2 separate regions of the Mus musculus genome follow, and region 1 is linked to region 2. Evidence: chromatin contacts called from public HiChIP or PLAC-seq data. All regions are on one chromosome and are shown on one strand. Each heading gives the region's core, a stretch centred on a gene start, on an enhancer-like site or on the middle of the called end of the contact. The rest is flanking DNA. Distances are from core to core; before and after follow the strand shown.

Evidence for each region. HiChIP or PLAC-seq counts read pairs in DNA pulled down with a chosen protein or histone mark.
Region 1: a contact with region 2 is called in an H3K4me3 HiChIP or PLAC-seq map of embryonic basal ganglia, with 2.9 times the contacts expected there. The contact joins the enhancer-like site here to the promoter of Zmym6 in region 2. A contact is called at or near these places in 14 of 484 Hi-C or Micro-C datasets (CD8 T cells, the P5424 cell line, cerebellar granule neurons and 8 more), 15 of 115 datasets of contacts at active chromatin or transcription factors (astrocytes, embryonic basal ganglia, embryonic forebrain and 7 more) and 3 of 9 other capture datasets (adipose tissue, liver and pancreatic islet).

Annotation. Positions count from the first base shown.
Region 1 is chr4:127,226,240-127,231,270 of GRCm38.p6, reverse strand. All of the region lies in intron 8 of Dlgap3 (DLG associated protein 3), which reads right to left. Gm52707 (a long non-coding RNA gene) reads left to right here. Exons shown (of 3, transcript XR_003955281.1): 2 at 1-237; 3 at 832-5,031. Among named protein-coding and RNA genes, the nearest start is that of Gm52707, 4.8 kb to the left of the region's middle. Within about 2 kb of position 3,285, at least 44 of the 459 cell types and tissues checked have an H3K27ac peak or open chromatin away from gene starts, as enhancers often do. A contact at or near this core is called in embryonic basal ganglia and embryonic forebrain, where this site is marked.
Region 2 is chr4:127,075,957-127,081,329 of GRCm38.p6, reverse strand. Zmym6 (zinc finger, MYM-type 6) reads right to left here and starts at 3,947. Exons shown (of 14, transcript NM_001285885.1): 1 at 2,784-3,947. The coding sequence starts at 2,873.

The DNA of each region.
Region 1 (5,031 bases), core at 2,036-4,535, 150 kb before region 2:
TCAGCAGTCCTCCTGCATTTAGAACAACCCCACTATTTTGATTAGTCTCTCTTTCTGATAACAGCCAGGTATGGCTGGCTATACTCTCTTGGTTCCCTAGGAATACTTGTGCTTTTGAACTCCAGTTGGCCCTCTAGTTCCTTCTAAGCACCAGCGTTTGCCAACACTGGGGGTCACGATATGTTTTCCCAACAACTACATTTCTGAAGAGGTACCATCTCAACGTGTTTCCCTGCTGTAAGTTTTGGTTGTTTTGATGGTTGTTTGGTTTTGTTTGGTTTTGCTTTTTAAGATTTATTTATTTATTTTATATATGTAAGTACACTGTAGCTATCTTCAGACACACCAGAAGAGGGCATCAGATCCCATTACAGATGGTTGTGAGCCACCATGTGGTTGCTGGAAATTGAACTCAAGGCCTCTGGAAGAGCAGTCAGTGCTCTTAACCACTGAGCCATCTCTCCAGCCCTGGTTTGGGTTTTTGTTTGTTTGTTTTTGTTTTTTTTTTTTTTTTTTTTTTTTGAGACAAAGTTTCTCTGTGTAGCTCTGGCTGTCCTGGAATTCACTCTGTAGACCAGGCTGGCCTCAAAGATCCACCTGCTTCTGCCTCCCTAGTGCTGGGATTAAAGGTGTGTGCCACCACTGGCTGGCTCCTGCTATAAGAGTTTTGAGTCCTAAACAACCCCACAGGCTCTTGTGTACGAACAATTGGTCCCCAACTGTGGACAATGTTTGGGAGGTGGTGGAAGTTTTGAGACCTGGGACCTAAGTGGCAGAAATGGGCTACTGCACCGTGGGCCTTGAGGACTATCTGTTCTATTTCTGATACAGGCCTGGGCTCTCCGCTCCCTGATCTGCAATAAAGGAACAAGCCACAGACTCCTGTCATCATGCCTGCCCCCAGTGACAGCCTGCACTCTCTGAAACTCCAACCCAAAGTAAAGTTTTCCTCCTTGAAGTTGCCTCTGGAAGGTCATTCCCCATTCAACACACTATGCTCTTGGGCTCCACTGGTCTGACGCCTTCATCTGACCTCTGGGAAGTCCTGAAAGGATTCCACTCATCGGACTCCACACTATCTAGGACAGAAACACCAAATACACTAGGCTTTGTGGGTCTAAGCCCCCCTCCTCAGGAAACCATCTCAACCCATATATCCCAAGGTAGGCTGAGGGAGCTGAGAAGCTACTGTGCTCGGTGAAGCATGGCCCTCAGATATCATCCCCAGCTAAAAGTGCACAGGACAGGCAGGAGCCAGCCATCCTTGAGAACTAGGCATTAGTGTGGGACCAGATCATAATAAGAGAACATTGCATCTAAAACCCCAAGGACACCTGGACACTTCACAGGTAGGTGAACACAGTACAATACATAGCAAGAATGACCCAGAGAGGATAGGGAGGGGGCAGAGTCAGGAGAAACTGAGATGGCTCAGTAGGTGAAAGTGTTTGCTGCCAAGCCATAGAACCTGAGTTCAAACCCCCAGGTCCCGCAGAGTGTAAGAAGAGAATCAACTCCTTCAAGTCCTCCTCTGGCATTCCATGGTGCATAGGTTCACATGCACGTGCATATGTGTGTGTATACATACATATAGATAAATGTAATTTCAGAAAAAAACAAAACAACAAAAACCCCACTAAGCCAGGAGGAGTATGTAAAGGCAGACAGAGGGGAGGAAGGCCTCCAGAAGCTTCCAGCAAGGGTAAGCAGCTGATTGGAAACAAAGGTTAGCCAAGGCTCTGCTGGCCACAGCCAGAGCAGGTTCAGTGGGATGTGGGAGCCAGTGTGGGCTGCATCGGCTGCCAGGAGGTAGGGGAAACTAATTATAAAACAAGCTCATCGAAGATTGTCTCTGAGAAGCTGGCAGCAGTAAGAGGGATGTCCATCGAAGGAGGAGAGCTTGCTTTGTGGGGCTCTCTGTAGACATCCTGGAGGGAAGGGGTTTGTGCATCAGTGTTTTGCCTGCATGTAGGTCTGTGTGGGGATATTGGAGCCCCTGGAGTTACAGACAATTTTGAGCTTCCACATGGGTGCTGGGAATTGAACCTGGAAGAACAGTCAGTGCTCTTAACCACTGAGCCACCTCTCTAGCCCCAAGAGGTCCCTTTCTTAGTCCCTGGCAGGTAGACTACCTTCCATGGCAAAGGGGGTTTTGTGGACTTGCCCAGGTTCAGGCTCCTGAGATGAGATGAGTATCTTAGATTATCCGGATTTGATGATAAGAGTCAACTGTCTGGGTTTCAGACTCACTCAGGACGAATACCCCTGGGCACGCCAGTGAGGCCACTTCTGGAGGTGTCTCACTGAGGAAGGACAGTGCCATCCTAAGCAAACTGAAAGCCGGTTAGGCATCTTGTTATTTTGGGCATTCGTCTCTTGGCTTCCTGACTGTGGATGCAGTGTGGCCAGTCGCCTCAGGCCCCTGCTGTCTGCCTTCCCTGCCTTAAAGGACCATGTCCCCTAATCACAGAGAACGCTTCCTTCCTTAAGTTGCTTTAATAGATACTTTATAACAGCAACGAGAGGAGAGAGATGTGCCAGATGGGTGCAGATTAATCACATGGGTCATTTTAAATAAGAGAGGAAGGGCAGGAAGGAGATGGAGAAAGAAAACCGCAGGAAGGAGATAAATGGAGGTCTGGTATATGGCTCAGGGGAAGACTTCTTGCCTCACATGCACACGTGTGAAGCTCGGGGTTCAGTCTCCAACATCACAAAAATAAAGAGGAGAATAAACAGTAAAAAGCATCAAAATGGCTTCTTTCTTGATCCTCTAGAAGGGACATTGTATTGCTAACACTTTGATGTTAGCCCAGGTAAATCTAGGAACAACTTCTGAGCCCCAGAAATGTAGGATATCTAGATATAGGCACAGATAGATATTATAGGCATTGTAGATATAATATAAATTATATTATATATTACATTGCATTATATATATAATTTTATCATCACCTATCATGGCAGGGATGGGGAACAAACACAATGGGTAAAGATAAATCGAATGACTCAGAGAAGAGAAACAGTCCAAGTTGGGGAGGATAACAATTAACATTTTCTGAGCACTTAGTATGTGCTAAATTAATCAGTAGTTCAGTGGGAGCGAATTTACAATCAGGCCAAGCATCAGGGTGTCAGCACCATCCCTACTCACAGATGAGAAAAGCTACCCTTAACAGGCAAAGTGATTTCCTGAGATGGGACAGTGACCCAATCCATGCAGAGGCCACCTCAGGTCACTGCACCCCACCCCAGGCTACCCTATACTTAGGAAGAGAGCAGCAATCAGTTGCCTGACCATGGAGGCAGGGCTGATGGCTAAGAAGAGAGAAGAGGTACAAGCAAGGTAGGCGCTAGTGTGGACGTGGACACAAGTCCTGGAAGATGGCTGCGGTCATCACAATGAAGTGTGTGAGGAAGCTACCTGCTGGGGATTTTGGGGGGGGGGTCAGAAGAGGGAGGAGAGTGAGCTTTTGGGGCTGGGGGTGTCAGCTGGAGGGGTTAAATCTGGGTGCTCTAGAGCCAGACTGCCCGGCTCCAAAGCCAGCTGGACGGCTGGAGCCTGTCATCGTTTAAGTGAGATTGACAGCAGTAGCAGCTCTAGGGTGCTGCGAGATAATGGATGGGAAGAAGGGCCAGCACCTGGCCCGCCATTGTGCGAGCCATTGTGGAGATGCAGGGAAGTTTGTGGCTCTCGCTGCTGCGGAGAAAAGGAGCCTGCGGAACACAATAGCCCAGCGTAGTGCTGTGGGCCCCAGCTCGGGCATTGTAGTCATTAATTATTCTGATTGCTGTTGATCATTTCCATCTGTTCTCCCGCAGCCCTCGGAACAAAACCTCCTTTATCCTCCCTGTCACATGGCACCCGAGTCCGTTATTTGCATATCCGTCTCTCTCACTAAATAGAGCAGTTCCTCAAACATCAATGTTGGCTGGGCGGCTGATGGGTTGGTTGGCTGCTAGGGTGTGGGGAGTACTAATTATCCCCAACGTCTATTCTCCCTCTCTTCCTCAGTAACAGGATCCCATGATTTTAAGCTGGACAGGTGGCCTCTTGGGATAACAATTCATTTCCCAAGCTCCCTCATCACTTACATGGTGCGGCAAAGTTCTAGCCCATGGGATGTGAGCAGAACTATTATGTCCAACTTCTAGAAAGTGTTCTTCGAAACAAAGTGTTGGGCTGGGCATGTAGTTCAGTGGGAGAGAACTTTGCCTAACGTGCACAAGGCCATAATAAGGAAAGTGTGGTTAAAAGTAGGGTAAAGGGCAGCAGGATGGCTCGGTGGGTAAAGGAACCTGCACCATGCCCAACCGTAGGAGTTCCGTCTCTGAGCCTCATGCAGTGGAAGGAGAGAACCAACTCACAAGCCATCCTCTAACCTACACACACACACACACACACACACACACACACACACACACACAGTGTGCGGGGAGGGGGAGGTTATTATAACCTTTTTGTTGTTGTTGCCTTCCTTCTCCTTAATGACTATAATGTAGACTCAATGACTAGACCTCAAGGGACTATTTTAGAACATGAGCTACCATGTGGAGAAAGGAATATGCCAGAAACAGCCTGGGCTCTGACCCTGTGGATACCTAAGCAAGTAAGCAAGCAAGCAACTTCTGCCTTATGGAAGTCGCTGTCTTTCATGGATTTTCTATAATTCATGCCCAAACCTAATCCTAGAAATAGTATGAATTTTCAAGGTCTTGAAATGCAGAACTTACATCCCCATTTGGGTTTGGACTTTGATAGTCATGGCTGTGGTCTTCAGCAGCTGTAAGCACCAGGTAGGAACTGGCTTCTGCTGTCATTTTCCACTCATGTGGAACTGAAGCCTGGAAATCGTTATCATGGCTACTTCAGGGAGTTGTCCCTTCTGTGGCTCTCTGGACAGAAATTGGATTACCCCAAGAGACATAGTATTCAGGGAACATTCAGTACCCACAAACTGGCAAGGGTTTTGCCAGGAGTGTTTGGCAGCAGGAAGTCGGGGGTGGGAGAGGAGTGGGCAGGGGAGGGGG
Region 2 (5,373 bases), core at 2,698-5,197:
ACAAAAATCCTATAAGGTCTGGCCAATCATCTGTTTTATTCTGCCTGGGTCCTGAGAACATGAATGAAGCTGAATTTTAAAAAACCACCAAAAACAAAAAACAAAAAAACAAACAAACAAAAAAAAAACCCCAAAACCAAAAACAAACCTACCTAATTCTCTTGGCATGGGAAATTCCTAGACAAAAAAGCTTTTAAGATGCTTTTAAGATGTAAGTGTGGTGGTTTGAATGAGATGGCACCGATTGGCTCATGCAGCTGCCTGCTTATTTTCCAACTGACAGAGAACTAGGAGGTGTGGCCTTGTTGAAGGGGGTGTGTCCCTGGAGTGGGCTTTCAGGTTTCAAAAGATCACATCAGGCCCCTTGTCTCTGTCTGTCTCTGTCTACCTAGTGACTGAGGATCAGGATATAAAACTCTAGGCTTTTCCAGATGACCTAGGTTCAGCTTCAGGACCCAATCAATCAGTTCACAAACACCTAAAACTCCAGTCAGGGATCTGATGCCCTCCTCTTATCTCCACACACACACACACATTAAAAACAGTATTGAAATTAAAAAATAAAGCATATAAAATAATTTTAAAATTTAATAAATAAAACAAAATCTGGGGGCTGGAGATATGGCTCAGTGGTTAAGAGCACTGGCTCCTCTTTCAAAGGACATGGGTTCAATTCCCAGCACCCACATGGCAGCTCCCAACTGTCTGTAACTCCAGTTTCACGGGATTTGACACTCTCATACACATAAGCAGGCAGAACACCAATGCACATAAAATAAAAGTAAATAAGTAATTTTTTAACTAGACTCCAAAGGCAGCAGTCCTCGGTGTTTGGAGGGCCACACGAGTAAAGGACTGGTGCAGGACATTCCACATGAAAAATGATAAAATGGGGAAATGGAAATTAGATTCAAAATAAATTTAAAAAGCAGAATCCACATAACTTGGCAAACAAATGGTTACGGGGGATAAGGCAAGAGGAACAATTTACCAGTTAAAGGGAAGGTAAGCATGAGATGAGATGTCAGTAGACTGGAGGCCTCCACCACTCACTCACTCACTTCACACACTGCACACACCACCTTCGAACCTTCTCAGCTCACTGCCAGAGCAGAGCCAGCATGGAACTCACAAGCAAGACAAATCTACCTGGCACTTCTGCCCTGGAATAACCCTGCTGTGAGATGGAGTGAGACATTAAATCTTACTTTTAATGTATTAATTTTCGGTATGCTTAAATAAATACTATTGCTATGTTTCTACAATAAAGTCAGTAACTAAAGATCATAAAACAAAGAACTGCTCAAGAAGGTTAAAGAAAAAAATTATTGCCAAAATAAATGACTCTCTACTCCACAGATTATTTTTGTTTCTAATCTATCTTTAGGGAATAGCCAGAATGATCTTTCCAGATTGTTCTGTTTCATATTACTGTCCCTGCAATGAAAACTTGGCATGGAGGCCCACACCAGTAATTTCAGCACTTGAGAAGCAAAGGCAAGAGGATCAGAAGTTTAAGGTCACCCTGAGCTACTCAGTAAATCTAAGGACAGCCTGGGTTACATGAGACTGTCTCAAAACACACTAACCCTATAATGTCCATTGCTCTTAAAATCAAAATCAAAATTCGTAAGTTTCTGATCTGCTGAATCTTCTTGACTCAAGCTACATATGGAAGGGCATGTTTTCTGAAATCTTACTATCTACGTTTGAACCCTATCTAATGTTTACTAACTGATCCATACACATGCTTAGCTTTTTTGAGTTCTGGCATCCTCATGTGTAAAATAATAGTATCAGAGATGTGAGCGAGATAATGGCACACTCTCAGGCATGCAATGATATTAATAATCACATTAATGCCACATTCTACTATACGATACATATTACACATTACACCATCTATTAGTGTCCCTAATCATCATTACCATTTCTATATTTTTTAAAGACTTATTTATGTACTTGAGTACAGTGCTGCTCACTTCAGACACACCAGAAGAGGGCTTCAGATCCCATTAAAGATGGTTGTCATCCACCATGTCGATTTACTGTAGAGGATTGAACTCAGGACCTCTGGAAGAGAAGCCAGTGCTCTTAACCACTGAGCCATCTCTCCAGCCACTATATTTGTTTCTTTAACAAAAACAAATATCACACTTACCATGACCTTTTCTCATCTAAAGCACTAAAAACCTGATTAACGCACTGTCTAAGCCCTTTTCATCTTGCTTTAAGAGAAAACCACGCAGCAGGGTCATTTAGAAGGAAAGGAAATTTTCTCATAGCTCTGGAGGTTGTGAATTCCAAGACAAGGGGGCTGCATTTAGTCAAGTCTTCTAGTCACATTACAATGTAGCAAAGGGTAGGAGAGTGCCCAAGAAAGAACAAGACAGCAAGCAAAATGCCCAACTGGCTTTTAAAACCAAGCCACTCCTGGTAATGACAGAGCCTGTACTTGGATCTTTACCTCTCAGGGTCACCCTCCAGCAATCACGCTGAAGCAGGAGTAAGTTTCCAATGAATAAAGTTTGGAGGCTCCATTCATTTTGGACTAGCACTGACAATTGCGCACTCACAGCACTGGGAATATACTCTACTACTTAATCGTATATCCCCCAGCCTCCATAGGACTCACCTAACGCATGAAAAAAATTAATCAGTTGGGTTGTATCAACGTATAAACCAGCAACCATTGAGTACCATTCATTTCCAATTCTCCGGAATAATACCAATTCTAACGCTAATAATTTTTAGTATTTTGAAAGTCAAAAGAAAATGCTTACATGAGCATCATCAGGTTCTTCTTTAATTCTGTCCAGAAGCCCTTGTTGTGCCATTGCTTTGTCACATCCACCATCCAAAGGTTCTTTCATTCTAAGTGCTTATGCCGAGTTCTTATCCCATCTAAAACTAAGATGACGCCTAAAACATAATATAAAGGATTGGTACTTGGGTTTTGTTTTCCTTCATACTAACATGTTAATAGCTTCAGGATCGAGCATTTGAGCAACACCCTTCTGGGACTAGGACTAACTGTTCTTTTTGCTCCTGGATTAGCTACCTTCCAATGAGAAAAGTCTTAGACAAGCACTATGGTCTTCACTATATTGGAGGTTGTTGCGATACAGACTGGCTGAACACGCCACAGGAGGACCCTAGCAAGTGGACAGCTGGACTCAGTACTTAATTTCTGATTGTGTGGACACTGACATGTGACTCATGTCTGCTCCAAGTGAGGCCTCACCTTTGCCTCTACCTCAGCCTGCACTAACAATAAGAACCGATTTCTCATCCTAAAGCCACTTCAGAGCCTCAGACGTCATCACAACTAGAACGCTAGGTTCCCATTTAGAGGTGGGCCAACTGGTCATTCTGGAGGCAACTCCCCCTAACGTCTTCCTATAAACCAGTGATTCTCAACATTCATAAACTCGGTTAATGTGGCGACCCCCAACTATAAAATTATTTCGTGGCTCCGTCATAACTGTAATTTTGCTAATTGCGAATTGTAATGTAAATATTTGATATGCGACCCTGTGAGGGTTGAGAATGGCTGCTAGAAACCCCTGTCTGGGCTCTCTTCAGATTCCCAAACGGTAGTACAAATGTAAGCCAAGCTATAAAGGAAACCCTCGCAAAAGGCCTGTCATCAATTCCAGCCAGCCATAGAAACAACAGGTTTTTTAAAACCCTGTTGCGAAGCCGGGTCGAGAACTTTCCACCACTTGCCACAGTTGTAACACTCTACAGGCGCGTATCCCTCCTCTGAATGTCGCAAGCTCTCCGGCGTTCCCGTTCGCAACCAGAATTCCCCAGCCTGTCCCCCAAAGGCCAGAGGAGGAACTCAGTCTCCAACGGAGCGCGCGAGCCGCCAACTGCAGCGAGCCTGAGGATGCTACGGCACCACCGCGGCGCAGCCCGCCGCCGGTCACGTGATGAGCTGCCACTCCGCCCCCGCCAGAAGGGGACGGTCCTGTCACGTGAGGTTACCCAGAACTTCCTGCGGCGCCTAGTCACGTGGAGGGCCACGCCCCGTTTGGGCACGTGGTACGTTGCCCCCTCACAAGCCCACAGGCCTGAGCGGCTTTCTCTAGCCCGGTAGGACACCCGCCTCCAATGAGACGCCAGTCGGAGAATGCACAAAAGCATTCAAGGTCTCAGGTGGGGACCATGACAAATTACTTTACTGGAATCGCCTGAGGAATGGCAACGCAACGCCTTGACAACTGCGCGTGCGCACTCCTATTTATGCGCTAGACCTGAGGTAATTGGACGTTCCCGGCCTTCATTCCCGCCCTCTATTCCCATCATGCCCTAGACCTAGCCGTCCCAGCATTCTCACTTCCGATATGATTGACTTCTTAAAGAGACAGGGCTGTGGAAAAAAAAAACTGGAGGGCTGTAGAGTTGGCCCAGTGGTTAAGAGCACTGACTGCTCTTCCAGAGGTCCTGAGTTCAATTCCCAGCAACCACATGGTGGCTCACAACCATCTGTAATGGAATCCAATACCCTCATCTGGTGTGTCTAAAGACAGCTACAGTGTACTCATATACATAAAATAAATAAAATCTTTAAAAAAAGAAAAGAAAAAGCTGGAAGGAGAAATGGAGGAATGTCAAAGCTCAGAAGTGTTAGATGGAGCTGTATATGCCCTTCTCCATTTTTTAATGTGCATCACAGTTGAGGAACATAGGAGAAAGATGACTAGCGCTCAACCATCTTTCTCTTTTTTGGCCTATAGTCAGGACAAAGTCTCATAGCTCAATAAACCAAGAAAATCCCTCACAGACAAACTCAGATACCTGTCCCCAAGTTGATTCTAAATCCCATCAATTTAATAAGATTAATCATCACATGTGAACCTGAACCCCACTGGAGCTGGACTCCAGCACTTAAGGGGCAAAGATCTAAAATGAGAGAAGGCTGAGCACGAAAGATACTAAAGGGCATGGGAACAGGAGGATTCTGATTTGAGGAGAAGGGTCAACCAAAACAAAATTGTGTGAAAACACCAGAGGAAATCTACCCATACATGGTATTATAAATTATAATCAAATATTAGAGACAGTACACATAGTTTCTATTTAAAATGTATGTTTTTGTTTTCTATTATTTGATAATTTTATGCATGCATATGTGCTTTGATCAAATCCCTTCCCCTGTCCCCTGCCATTCACTCTGCCTTTTCAAACCCACTTGGTCCACTTAGTGATGTCTGCATGTGCATGGGCTTATCTTCTGCAGCATGGGTGTCATCTCATGTCCCATATCCCTGAAGAAAATGGACTAAATATCAAAGCGTTATTGCCGGGCATGGTGGTGCAAGCCTTTAATCCCAGCACTTGGGAGGCAGAGGCAGGCAAATTTCTGAG